Regions from separate parts of the Hordeum vulgare genome. Here region 2 is linked to region 1. Evidence: chromatin contacts called from public Hi-C data. All regions are on one chromosome and are shown on one strand. Each heading gives the region's core, a stretch centred on a gene start, on an enhancer-like site or on the middle of the called end of the contact. The rest is flanking DNA. Distances are from core to core; before and after follow the strand shown. Region 1 has its middle 150 kb from the start of LOC123443561. Region 2 holds the start of LOC123443561.

Region 1 (5,530 bases), core at 2,378-4,877:
GCGACCTGTAGCCCCCTAGGGACGGCTTATCTCCTTGAAATAACAGGGTCTATTGATGATGTGATGATTTGAAAAGCGGACTGCATTAGCCCCCAAGTGTCATGGTGTATGCTTGAAGCGACATGGGACTTTCATACTTTGATGTAACCTTGATTTGAATAACGTAGCCTCCAAGTGTCGGGTTGTGTGCCTGCAGCGACTCGGGGCTATTCCTTCCATTGTAGAATAAAATCATATCCACTCTGCGAGCTGATGATGCCTTTGTGATAAAAGAAATCCTTGACCGTGCTTGCAATGTAACCCGGCAAATATATCCTTGAGAAATCCATATGTCGGAGAAATCCATAAGTGTTGTAGTTTACTACAGAACACAAGTTGAAGAAATCCAAGGGCCGGTCAATTAGATGACTCGGCATTATATGTGATAGGACGGCTCTTTGACAATAGTCAATTCTTCCGAGCTGGCTTTAAAAACCCCCAATCATTTAACACTGGTTATGATAAACCATGATAAAAATCCAGCCAAATTGGCTATTCAAAGATTTATTTGCACCTGCAAGAATTTATGCTTTGACCCGGTTTGAAGACCGGAATGATATGTATGTATGATGTATGATGCAATGCAATATGATGCATGTATATGATATGATAAGTATGGCATCAAGCTATTTTAAATAAGCCAACTCAGTGAGTCACAGCGGCCGGCTGAGTGAGTCACGGTGAGTCCCATAAAACTGTGAAACCTTGTGGTAGTGCCAGGAAGGTAAAAAATAGCAATTTCGTCGGCTCATCAGGTCGCGACAGGATGGGGCGAGTTAGAAAGCTCAAGCGCCACCCAAGAATGATTTCGTCGGCTCATAAGGTCGCGACAGGATGGGGCGAGTCAGAATAGCTCAAGCGTGCACCCTAGGATGATGGTTTTGTCGGCTCATAAGGTCGTGACAGGATGGGGCGAGTCAGAAAGCTCAAGCGCCACCCTAATATGATGGTTTCGTCGGCTCATAAGGGGGCGACAGGATGGGGCGAGTCACAAAGCTCGAGCACACACCCTAAAATGCAGGTTTCGTCGGCTCATAAGGTCGCGACAGGATGAGGCGAGTCAGGAAGCTTGAGCACACACCCTAAAATGCAGGTTTCGTCGGCTCATAAGGTCGCGACAGGATGAGGCGAGTCAGAAAGCTCGAGCACACACCCTAAAATGCAGGTTTCGTCGGCTCAAAAGGTCGCGACAGAATGAGGCGAGTCAGAAAGCTCGAGCACACACCCTAAAATGCAGGTTTCGTCGGCTCATAAGGTCACGACAGAATCAGGCGAGTCAGAAAGCTCGAGCACACACCCTAAAATGCAGGTTTCGTCGGCTCATAAGGTCGCGAGAGGATGAGGCGAGTCAGAAAGCTCGAGCACACACCCTAAATGCAGGTTTTGTCGGCTCATAAGGTCGCGACAGGATGAGGCGAGTCAGAAAGCTCGAGCACACACACTAAATGTAGGTTTCGTCGGCTCATAAGGTCGCAACAGGATGAGGCGAGTCCGAAAGCTCGAGCACAAACCCTAAAATGCAGGTTTCGTCGGCTCATAAGGTTGCTACAGGATGAGGCGAGTCAGAAGGCTCGAGCACACACCCTAAAATGCAGGTTTCGTCGGATCATAAGGTCGCGACAGGATGGGGCGTGTCCGAAAGCTCAAGCGCCACCCTAAGATGATGGTTTCGTCAGCTCATAAGGCCATGACAGGATGGGGCGAGTCAGAAAGCTCAAGCGCCACCGTAAGATGATGGTTTCGTCGGCTCATAAGGTCGCGACAGGATGGGGCTAGTCAGAAAGCTCAAGCGCCACCCTAAGATGATGGTTTCGTCGGCTCATAAGGTCGCGACAGGATGGGGCGAGTCAGAAAGCTCAAGCGCCACCCTAAGATGATGGTTTCATCGGCTCATGAGGTCGCGACAGGATGGGGCGAGTCAGAAAGCTCAAGGTCCACCCTAGGATGATGGTTTTGTCGTCTCGTAAGGTCGCGACAGGATGGGGCGAGTCAGAAAGCTCAAGCGCCACCCAAGATAATGGTTTCGTCGGCTCATAAGGTCGCGACATGATGGGGCGAGTCTGAAAGCTCAAGCACCACCCTAAGATGATGGTTTTGTCAGCTCATAAGGTCGCGACAGGATGGGGCAAGTCAGAAAGCTCAAGCGCCACCCAAGATAATGGTTTTGTCGGCTCATAAGGTCGCGACAGGATGGGGCGAGTCAGAAAGCTCAAGCGCCACCCTAAGATGATGGTTTTGTCGGCTCATAAGGTCGCGACAGGATGTGGCGAGTCAGAAAGCTCAAGCGCCACCCTAAGATGATGGTTTTGTCGTCTCATAAGGTCGCGACAGGATGGGGCGAGTCAGAAAGCTCAAGCGCCACCCAAGATAATGATTTTGTCGATGAGGCTTCAACCCCCGAGAGCAGCCTAATTTCCCTGTAATGACCTGGGGTTCTTGAATTATTCATCTGAGTTGAGTCTGCCGAGCCATGTCCATATAGCCCCCGAGTCTTAAGTCGACTCAAGGAGGCGGCTTGAGAGTCTCCATACTTGATTTTGACACAAGCCGGTATAATGCTTGATGGTTGCGCGCGTCTGTTGGGCGGTTCATATAAGTGAGCACTGTATCGGCAGGTTGATATAATTCAAGCCGTGAGGGCGGCAACTTGCCTCCTTCTGTTGGGCGGCTCGTACAGGCGAGCACTGCACCGACAGGTTGATGTAATCCGGGCGTGAGGGCGGCGACTTGCATCCATCTGTTGGGCGGCTCGTACAGGAGAGCACTGCACTGACATGTTGATATAAACCGGACCATGGGGGCGGCGACTTGCGTATGTCTTTTGGGCGGCTCGTACAGGCGAGCACTGCACCGACGGTTGACATAAACCGGACCATGGGGGCCGCGACTTGCGTCTGTCTCTTGGGCGGCTCGTACAGGCGAGCACTGCACCGACGGTTGACATAATCCGGACCATGGGGGGCGACGACTTGCGTCTGTCTCTTGGGCGGCTCGTACAGGCGAGCACTGCACCGATAGTGGACATAATCCGGGCCGTGAGGGCGGCGTCTTGAATGCGAGAGTTGTGTGGCATTTTGGCATGGACTCGAGAATCGGCCACGACATTGTAAATCGCCTTTGATCATGCGGACGTGAGAGTTGGCCGCGTCATTGTAAACCGTCTTGGTCGCGCGGACGTGAGAATTGGCCGCGTCATTGTAAACCGTCTTGGTCGCGCAGACATGAGAATTGGCCGCATCATTATAAGTCGGCGCGGACAGTGACTCGCCCATGACGTTTGTAAGCTGACACGGATGGAGTCGCCCGTGGCGTTGATTGACACGAGTTCCCTACTCGTAATATGACGCCACTTTGTAATGAATAATTGTCCTGCGTAGAAGAAATATCATAGGACAACGTAGTTATCCTCAAAAAATATATTGATAAAATAAATAATGTGGATAGCACCTGATCTTTCTGCCGGATCTCCAGTAGTCTTTGGGCTACAGTATACACCCGCTGATTGTTATACTCATTCTGGTATTGTCTTGGCGTGCATAACCCAATTGAATGGCCCCTCAACGTAGCCAGGTGAGGCGGACAAAGCCCTGTTGGCGCAGTATGGGAGCAACTTGGAACTGAAGCGACAAGGAGGTGGAAACAGTGGGCCATGGCTGCTCGGAAGTGAAGACTGTGACTGAAAACACGGCGGCTCAGCGACGGGAATCCAACAACAGCTTATTGGCAACGTGCGACTTGAAGCGAGGCAATCGAGGCAGCTGGGCGGATCAACGCGCGACGGCTGGAGCGCTCAAGGTGGCCCACGGCAGCTCGGAGACGCATCCATGACGGGAAGAACGACTCACGACGGCGGGCCATGGAAACGGCGGCTCAGAGTTTGGCCGACTCAACGCAGAGGCTTGGCTGGTTGATGTGTGATGGTAGATGCAACGAGGCAGGGTGATTGGATGGATATGTGTGTGGCGCGAGTACGGATGGATTGACCTCTGGCTGGCTTGTGAGTGGATGAATCCTTCTCTCCTTCTTTTGACGTGCATGTGACGGATAGGCATATGGTTGGTTCCTCCATGGCCGCAGGCGCAGTAGGGCTCTCTGGCTTGAATATACGGCAGCAGGAAAAAAGGCGCAACGGGGCGACTGCGACTGGATGCTCGGCGCAGGCCGTCGCGACGACGGCTCCGGGCGCGGTGATGGTGGAGGGCGATGCGGCGGAGCGAGGCGACTCGGTCCTGCGGCGATAGCGGATGGTGACGCAACGGCTCAAAACCACGGCGGAGCGAGTCGATTCGGTCGCACGGCGATGATGGATGATGACCCGGCGGCTCAACGCGCTGCGAAGCGGGCCGACTTGACGCACGATGATGGTGGATGGCGATGTGGCCGCTCAAAGCGTGGGGCAGATGCCGGTGCCATGGCGTCTCATGGCGTGGCCAACGGAGGTCGGGCGAAGCGAGGTCATGATGGCTCAAACGCGAGGCGGCGGAGGCCGGCAGCACGATGACTCAAACACGAAGCAGCGAAGGCAAAGTCGGCAACATGGACGGCGGCGGCGTGCGTGGCGTGGCAAAGCCGGCCGAGGCAGCGAGTCAGCTCGCAGGTGTGGCCACGGCCACCAGGTAACTCGAGGTGAAACCAGCGATGTGGGCGGAGAGTCCGCATCCGTCTCGACAAAGGCAGTCATAGAGCAATCCATCACACACGAGCCATCCATCGTCTTCATAAATAATCCACACACCCATCCATCACGCACCACCGGAGCAGAAAAACATCCATTGCTCGCAATAATCCACACATCCATCCATCAACCCGCTGAGCAAATTGTGCACGCACCCACGCATCCATCCAGCTACAGAGACGAGCGAGGCGGGGTTGACTTTGACATCAGGTTGATTTGTGGCGATGGACGAGCGAGGCGGAGACGGACTGCAACCTGCCGAAACTGCAAACGGCGGTTTCGGTTTGCAACGTACGCGGAGGTTGTTGAGGTTTCCGGGTCAGGGCCGGTGCATCGAGGTCAAACCTTTTTTCTCCTCCGGGTCGTGGCCAGCCTACCACAAGTCCATTTATTTTCTATTTGATCACCTTGTTGCGTGCATGCAAGCACAAATACTGCACATGCCTCGGTTTTTGAGCCTGGGCTCTTCTTTTCCTCAGATCTGGTCTCTCGCTTGGACAAAGTCTGTTGTTTTCTTTTCCTCACATGTATGCGGACTTGATGCTAGCAGGGTCGGGCTCGGTCGCCGCATAAGTCGAACTTCGCGGCGGAAATTCTGGAACGTCTTGACTCGACGACTTGTGGTGCCGCACAGGCGGGCAACCCTAATTCTTTTTTTTGTCTGATACTATTTAAGCCGATGTTGAAATTTTTCCAAACTTGACCAATGAATTTGAAGCCGATGGAGATTCTTCCGTGCCGGCTTCTTGCGGATACGACGGGTCAGAAGCGTCTCAATGCCTAGATGAGATCCCTTCAAGAACACAATTCCACCGT
Region 2 (5,458 bases), core at 876-3,375, 150 kb after region 1:
CCAAAATGAACCTCATGAGTTTATTATTGTCTTATTTTATATTTTAATCCTTTTACATGCTTCGACCTCGCGAATGCACATCACACTAAAGAAAAGTGCACCGTGAGACGGGTCCAAATGAGCTTCATTATTTTCCCCAATAAAATGAACCTTTTTGGAGTTCTCTGACCCATGTTTTTGTGAGTTGCAATTGTCGCCAATCTGGGCCGCGAGACAAATTGAATTAACTCAATGGCTGAGGCTAATGAACCTCAAAATGGTTACACAAACAAATGGTGCTTCATTTGATAGAACATGCACACTTCACAAACATAAATGCCGCACTGCATGATACCTACAAATGCACTGCATGGAACCTGCCCCGCCGAACCGCTCGCTCAACCGAGTCAACTGCAAAATGAGTCAAAAAAAATTGATGTGTCATGAAGCGCCACCACACCATACTACAACCCCGCGTGATGCCCGATCTGTACTGCACACGAGTCGCAGTGTACATCTGCACGCGTGTACTACTCCAGTGATAGAAGAGGGGAGGTGGAAGAGGAGGACAAAGGGATGGCTAATCGACGAGGTTGTGGCAGCGGTGAGGAAAATTAGCATCCATGCGCATGGCCACGACCACCATGGTGGAGCTGCTCCACTGCGGCTTCGGAGGTTTGCATGGCACGTGGTGGGGATCCCGCCGGATCTTAGACCGGACCTGGACTCGTTGTAGGCTGCTGGATCACAAGAACAAATTATGTGAGACATAAGACAAGACAATACACAAAGCAAACAAATTATGTGAGACTTAAGACAAGACAATACATCCATCAATGGCATGAACCTTCTCGTGCTGCAACCGATCCACTAAAAAATGCAACATGAACAATCTGTCTTTGCTGAGTAAACTAATTTGAGTGATCATTGCAGTATGTGATGGCAACAAGTAAGGTCACACTCCAATAGAATATGAAGTAGTTTAAAATAAGTAAAGGATATGTTTCTCAAAATCAGGGCATTTTGGCCATAATGACATATCACAAATGCATCCCAACAAAAACAATGTTTATGTATTTGTGCAGGCAGACAGGCAGGCAAACATAAACAGTTGCATGATTCATATATCCTTTGATAAGTTGACTGGACCGTCAAAGTAATCCGCACCACTCACAACAAACACATATAGAAATTTTGTCGTCCTAAACTAGTACATCCGCAAACTGCAACTCAACGACAATGAAAATAATCCAACCAAATGCTTGATCTAGAGTTACCTTGATCTTGTTCTCTGCGGGCTTATCCTCCTGCATCACAAGCCCCCTTGATACCTGCTTCTGAACTAGCACGTCAAATCCCACGAATTAACCAGAAGAAAAGTCACATAGAAATCGATTCGATGGGACGACAGATTAAAATTCCCGGGAAGGGAGACCATCCAAGGATGTTAGGAACACGAGGAGAACGTAGATCAGATAAAGGGATAGGCGGGCTACCGAGATCTGGGGGAAATGGAATCTTCGGTTCAAGGCAAAAAAAAAGTGGGGGCGGGGAAGGGGATCGATACCTCGTCGATGGCCGCTGATTCGGTGGCCACGAGGCAGGCTTGGAGGAGGGGGAAGCCGGATCTGAGGTGTCGTGCCGCTATTTCCGGCTCGTTCCGCGGTGGTGGAGAGCAAAACCTAGGAGGAGATCGGGTCGTGGAGGAGGAAGAGACGAGGCTTCTTGCGGGTCCCGTAGTATGGGGGAGGAAAAGGTAAGGGCGATGCGTACAGGAGTTGCCGAAGGCCATGGCCGACGGATCCACCGAGAAGGGAAGGGGGAGGTCGCCCCCCTGCCGTTGGCCTCCTCTGACAGCGGCGACCAGCAGCAGCTGGGGACCGGTGGTGTAGCGGTAACGCAGGGAGGAGGAGTTGGTAGACCGAAGCAGGGGGGAGGAACATGTGCGCCAGATCGGTGGGAAAAGTGGCGCGGCGGCATCGGGTAGGTGGTGGCATGGCGTTATGGGTGAGGCGGTGGTGCGGTGGTGCGGAGGCACGGGGTTGGTGTTGGCATGGTGGCCCATCGGAATTGGTGGTGCGGGATAGGTGGCGGCGACACGGCAGAGGTGGTGGTGCAGGGGAGGGTGGTGGCGCGACGGTAGAAGGCTGGGTGACGGCACGGGGTATAGTTTGGCATCATTTTATTCAATGTGCACACTGTGTCGTAGTTTTCATCCGAGGATCTTAGGATTTTCTTGATTATGAATTTCTCGGTCATTTTTTTGCTTTCTAAATCGGTAATCTCATTTGTGATGACAGCAAGCCTAGAGTACATATCACTCCTTCATCATCATTCATCTTGAACGTGTCAAGTTGGCTTTGAAGCACATCCAACAGATTACCTCACTGATTCGATACCTTCATGCATATCAACCAAAGTATCCCAAATTTTCTATGCATTCTCAAGACGACTGATCGTGTTGAATTCTTCGAGGCATAGGCAGTTGAAAAGAATGCCGCATGCCTCAACATTGTATTGCAACATCTTTAATTCTTCCGCGGTCGCATGCCTCACGATCCGGTTTCCTTCCATCACCAAAGAATTCACCTTGCAATCCAACACAAACAACAACCCAAATGGCGGGGTTATGATCAAGAATATGAATTTTCATTTTATGCTTCCAACTAGCAAAGTTTGTACCATCAAAATATGGACCTCTATGGTGGTAATTTCCTTCACTAGATTCCATACTCTTGTAGGTTGTGAAACCAATGCAATGGAGAACAAAGCTCGGATACCATTTGTAGGATCCGAAGAATGTTTATAGGGGGTTATTAGACTACTTGATCCAATAATAACTGAGTTTTCTACCAATTTTAGTTCTGGGCAAGCTTTAACAATTGTAGGAAGTCAATCACACTCTACACTTGAAAGTCTAAGAGTATAGCAGCGAAAAGTGAATTCATGAAAATGTAAGTAGGGAGTATGGATAGGAAGATCAAACGCAAAGATTGACACGGAGATTTTTGGCGTGGTTCTGATAGGTGGTGCTATCGTACGTCCACGTTGATGGATACTTCAACCCACGGAGGCTAACATCCGTGACAGTCCATGGAGGGCTCAACCCATGAAGGGTCCACGAAGAAGCAACATGTTCTATACCACCATGTCTTACGTCCACGAAGGACTAGCCTCAGTCGGGGTAGATATTCATGAAGTAGGCGATCTCCTTACCATTACAAACTTCTTGGTTCAACTCCACACCAAGTCGGAGGCTCCCAAGCGACTCCTAACCAATCCAGGAGACACCACTTTCCAAAAGGTAATAGATGTGGTAGTATGATGAACTCCTCGCTCTTGTGCTTCAAAACATAGTCTCCTCAACACTCAATCACTCTCTCACAGATTTGGCTTTGGTAGAAGTGATCGGTTGGGTGGAAATCAAGATCCATATGACAGGAATGGAATATCTTGATCTCAATACATGAGTAGGTGGCTCTCTCTCGGAAAAATTGATGGGGCAAGTGTTGGTTCATTCTGAGTGCTTCCTCTATGAATAGAGGTTGGTGGAGGGGTATATATAATCATGTCCAAAAATCCAACCGTTACAACATCATTGCCCAACTAGGTGTAACCGAAGTAAAAACTTGGTTGCACCCGACTAGTGAAAATGTGGCAACTTTTGGCGTCTCGATGAGAATGATATAGGAATCTTGGTCGGTCCAATTTTGGCTGGTGTAGGCAGATTGCAAACTCGGTGACCCCGATATGCTAAAATAGGGAATTCCTATTTTAAATAAATCAACATCAGTTCGTTGGACACTATTTTTGGTTGCATCGAAACCCGACTTGGTAGTATCTAGATTGTAGGGTTTGGCTCTCGATCGTTATAGGGTAAACTGGGTGGGGCCGAAATGGAGAAACTTGGTAGCATCGAATTTGACTTTTTGGTTTGGACATAATATTTGTCGGAGAATTTCATGAGTGTTTTTGGTGGCTAACCACTAAGCACTTGAGCGACCAGATCATCACAGTCACCTCATCCCCTTTTAAAAGTATTTTTCATGGTATTGGCTTTCCTATGGACTCGAATGTGATTTCTCACAAAATATAAAATGTAGAGTCTTCAAGCTTGTTGCCAATAGATGTTCCTCGCATCTAGGGGTTCTCCTCATAGTCCTTAGGCATTTCATCATTGAACTTTTCCTGAACTATACTAGATAGAATCGTTAGTCCAGTGAGATATATGTTGATATTAATTACTAAAAGCACCTAGGGAGAAGTTGTGCTTTTCACGGTCCCGCGTAGCGATTTTAGGGCGACCATGCGATTCTCGAGGCATCATGGGGGAGTGGGCGTGTGCCATCCAGTCGTGGCTAATGCTGGACACAACCTAGCCCGATAGTCCATCGAAGCCCGCAACTTTGGTCCGCCCCATCTCGCGCTTCGCTCGGAGAGCGTGCGCACCATGGACCTGGGGCGATTGTCGGTCCGGTGGGAACCAAGGTACCATGACCCATCTACCGCTAGCCTCGAAGACAACGTGTGGGCCAACCCACATGGAATCAGGCCCTTTAAGGGCCTAAAAGTGCCCTCCCATGGGGTGGCTCCGTGTAGCTTGGCACACAGCGCTAGGCCGTTGGGCTTTGCCCCTGTCACTTGGGTGACACGTCCGTTGGAAGGAGGAGACACGGGTCATGCCAGCGGACAGAGACAAGTTTTTCCCCTTTGGTGATTAGGAGGCAGTGCAAACTGCTCCTTGATACGTCTCCAACATATCTATAATTTTTGATTGTTCCATGTTATTATGTTATCATTTTGGAACACTTTTTATGCACTTATCTACCAATTCAAATTATTTTTTAGCAATAACCTATTGATCGAGTGAAGTGCCAGTTGTTGTTTGCTGCGCGTTTTTCCACTTTTCAGGTTTCGCTACCAAATGAAGTCCAATTGACGTGAAAATTTTTGTTTATTTTTCTAGGCCAAAACAAGATCGTGGAGCATCGGAACGAGGCAGGAGGGTGCACAAGCCCCCCACAAGCCAACAGGGTATGGCCCGGGGGTGCCGTAATTGCTTGTTCCCCCTCGTGGCTCTCCCGACTCCGTTCTCTAGCCTAAAATTTCTCATCTACCCTAAAAACTTTGGGGGAGGTCCCAAAACACTTTTTTACGCCACCGCAAGTCTATGTTCCGACGGGAGGCCATCTAGAACTTCGTCCTGGCACTCTACTGGAGGGGGGATCGATCACAGAGAGCTTCTTCATCAACCTTGTTGTCCTTATGATGATGTGTGAGTAGTTCACCATAGACCTATGAGTCAATAGCCAGTACCTGGATTGCAGTCTCTCTCTTTGATCTTCAATACAATGTTCATCACATCTTCGCTTTGATCCATATGATGTAACTCTTCTTACGGTGCATTTGTTGGGATCCAATGAATTATGGGTTTATGTTTATATTTTTCATGATAAATATTTGAGTTATCTTTGGTTTA

The links. A called contact is a pair of places that touch in the nucleus more often than the background predicts.
Region 2: a Hi-C map of seedling shows a contact between it and region 1, with 4 times the contacts expected there. The contact joins the promoter of LOC123443561 here to the enhancer-like site in region 1. A contact is called at or near these places in 1 of 6 Hi-C or Micro-C datasets (seedling) and 1 of 1 datasets of contacts at active chromatin or transcription factors (embryo).

Annotation. Positions count from the first base shown.
Region 1 is chr3H:222,464,439-222,469,968 of MorexV3_pseudomolecules_assembly, forward strand. No RefSeq gene overlaps it. Among protein-coding and RNA genes, the nearest start is that of LOC123443561, 150 kb to the right of the region's middle. Within about 2 kb of position 3,628, at least 2 of the 3 cell types and tissues checked have open chromatin away from gene starts, as enhancers often do. A contact at or near this core is called in seedling, where this site is marked.
Region 2 is chr3H:222,612,406-222,617,863 of MorexV3_pseudomolecules_assembly, forward strand. LOC123443561 reads right to left here and starts at 2,126. Exons shown (of 3, transcript XM_045119982.1): 1 at 1,547-2,126; 2 at 1,257-1,310; 3 at 261-716. The coding sequence starts at 2,044. The coding sequence ends at 690.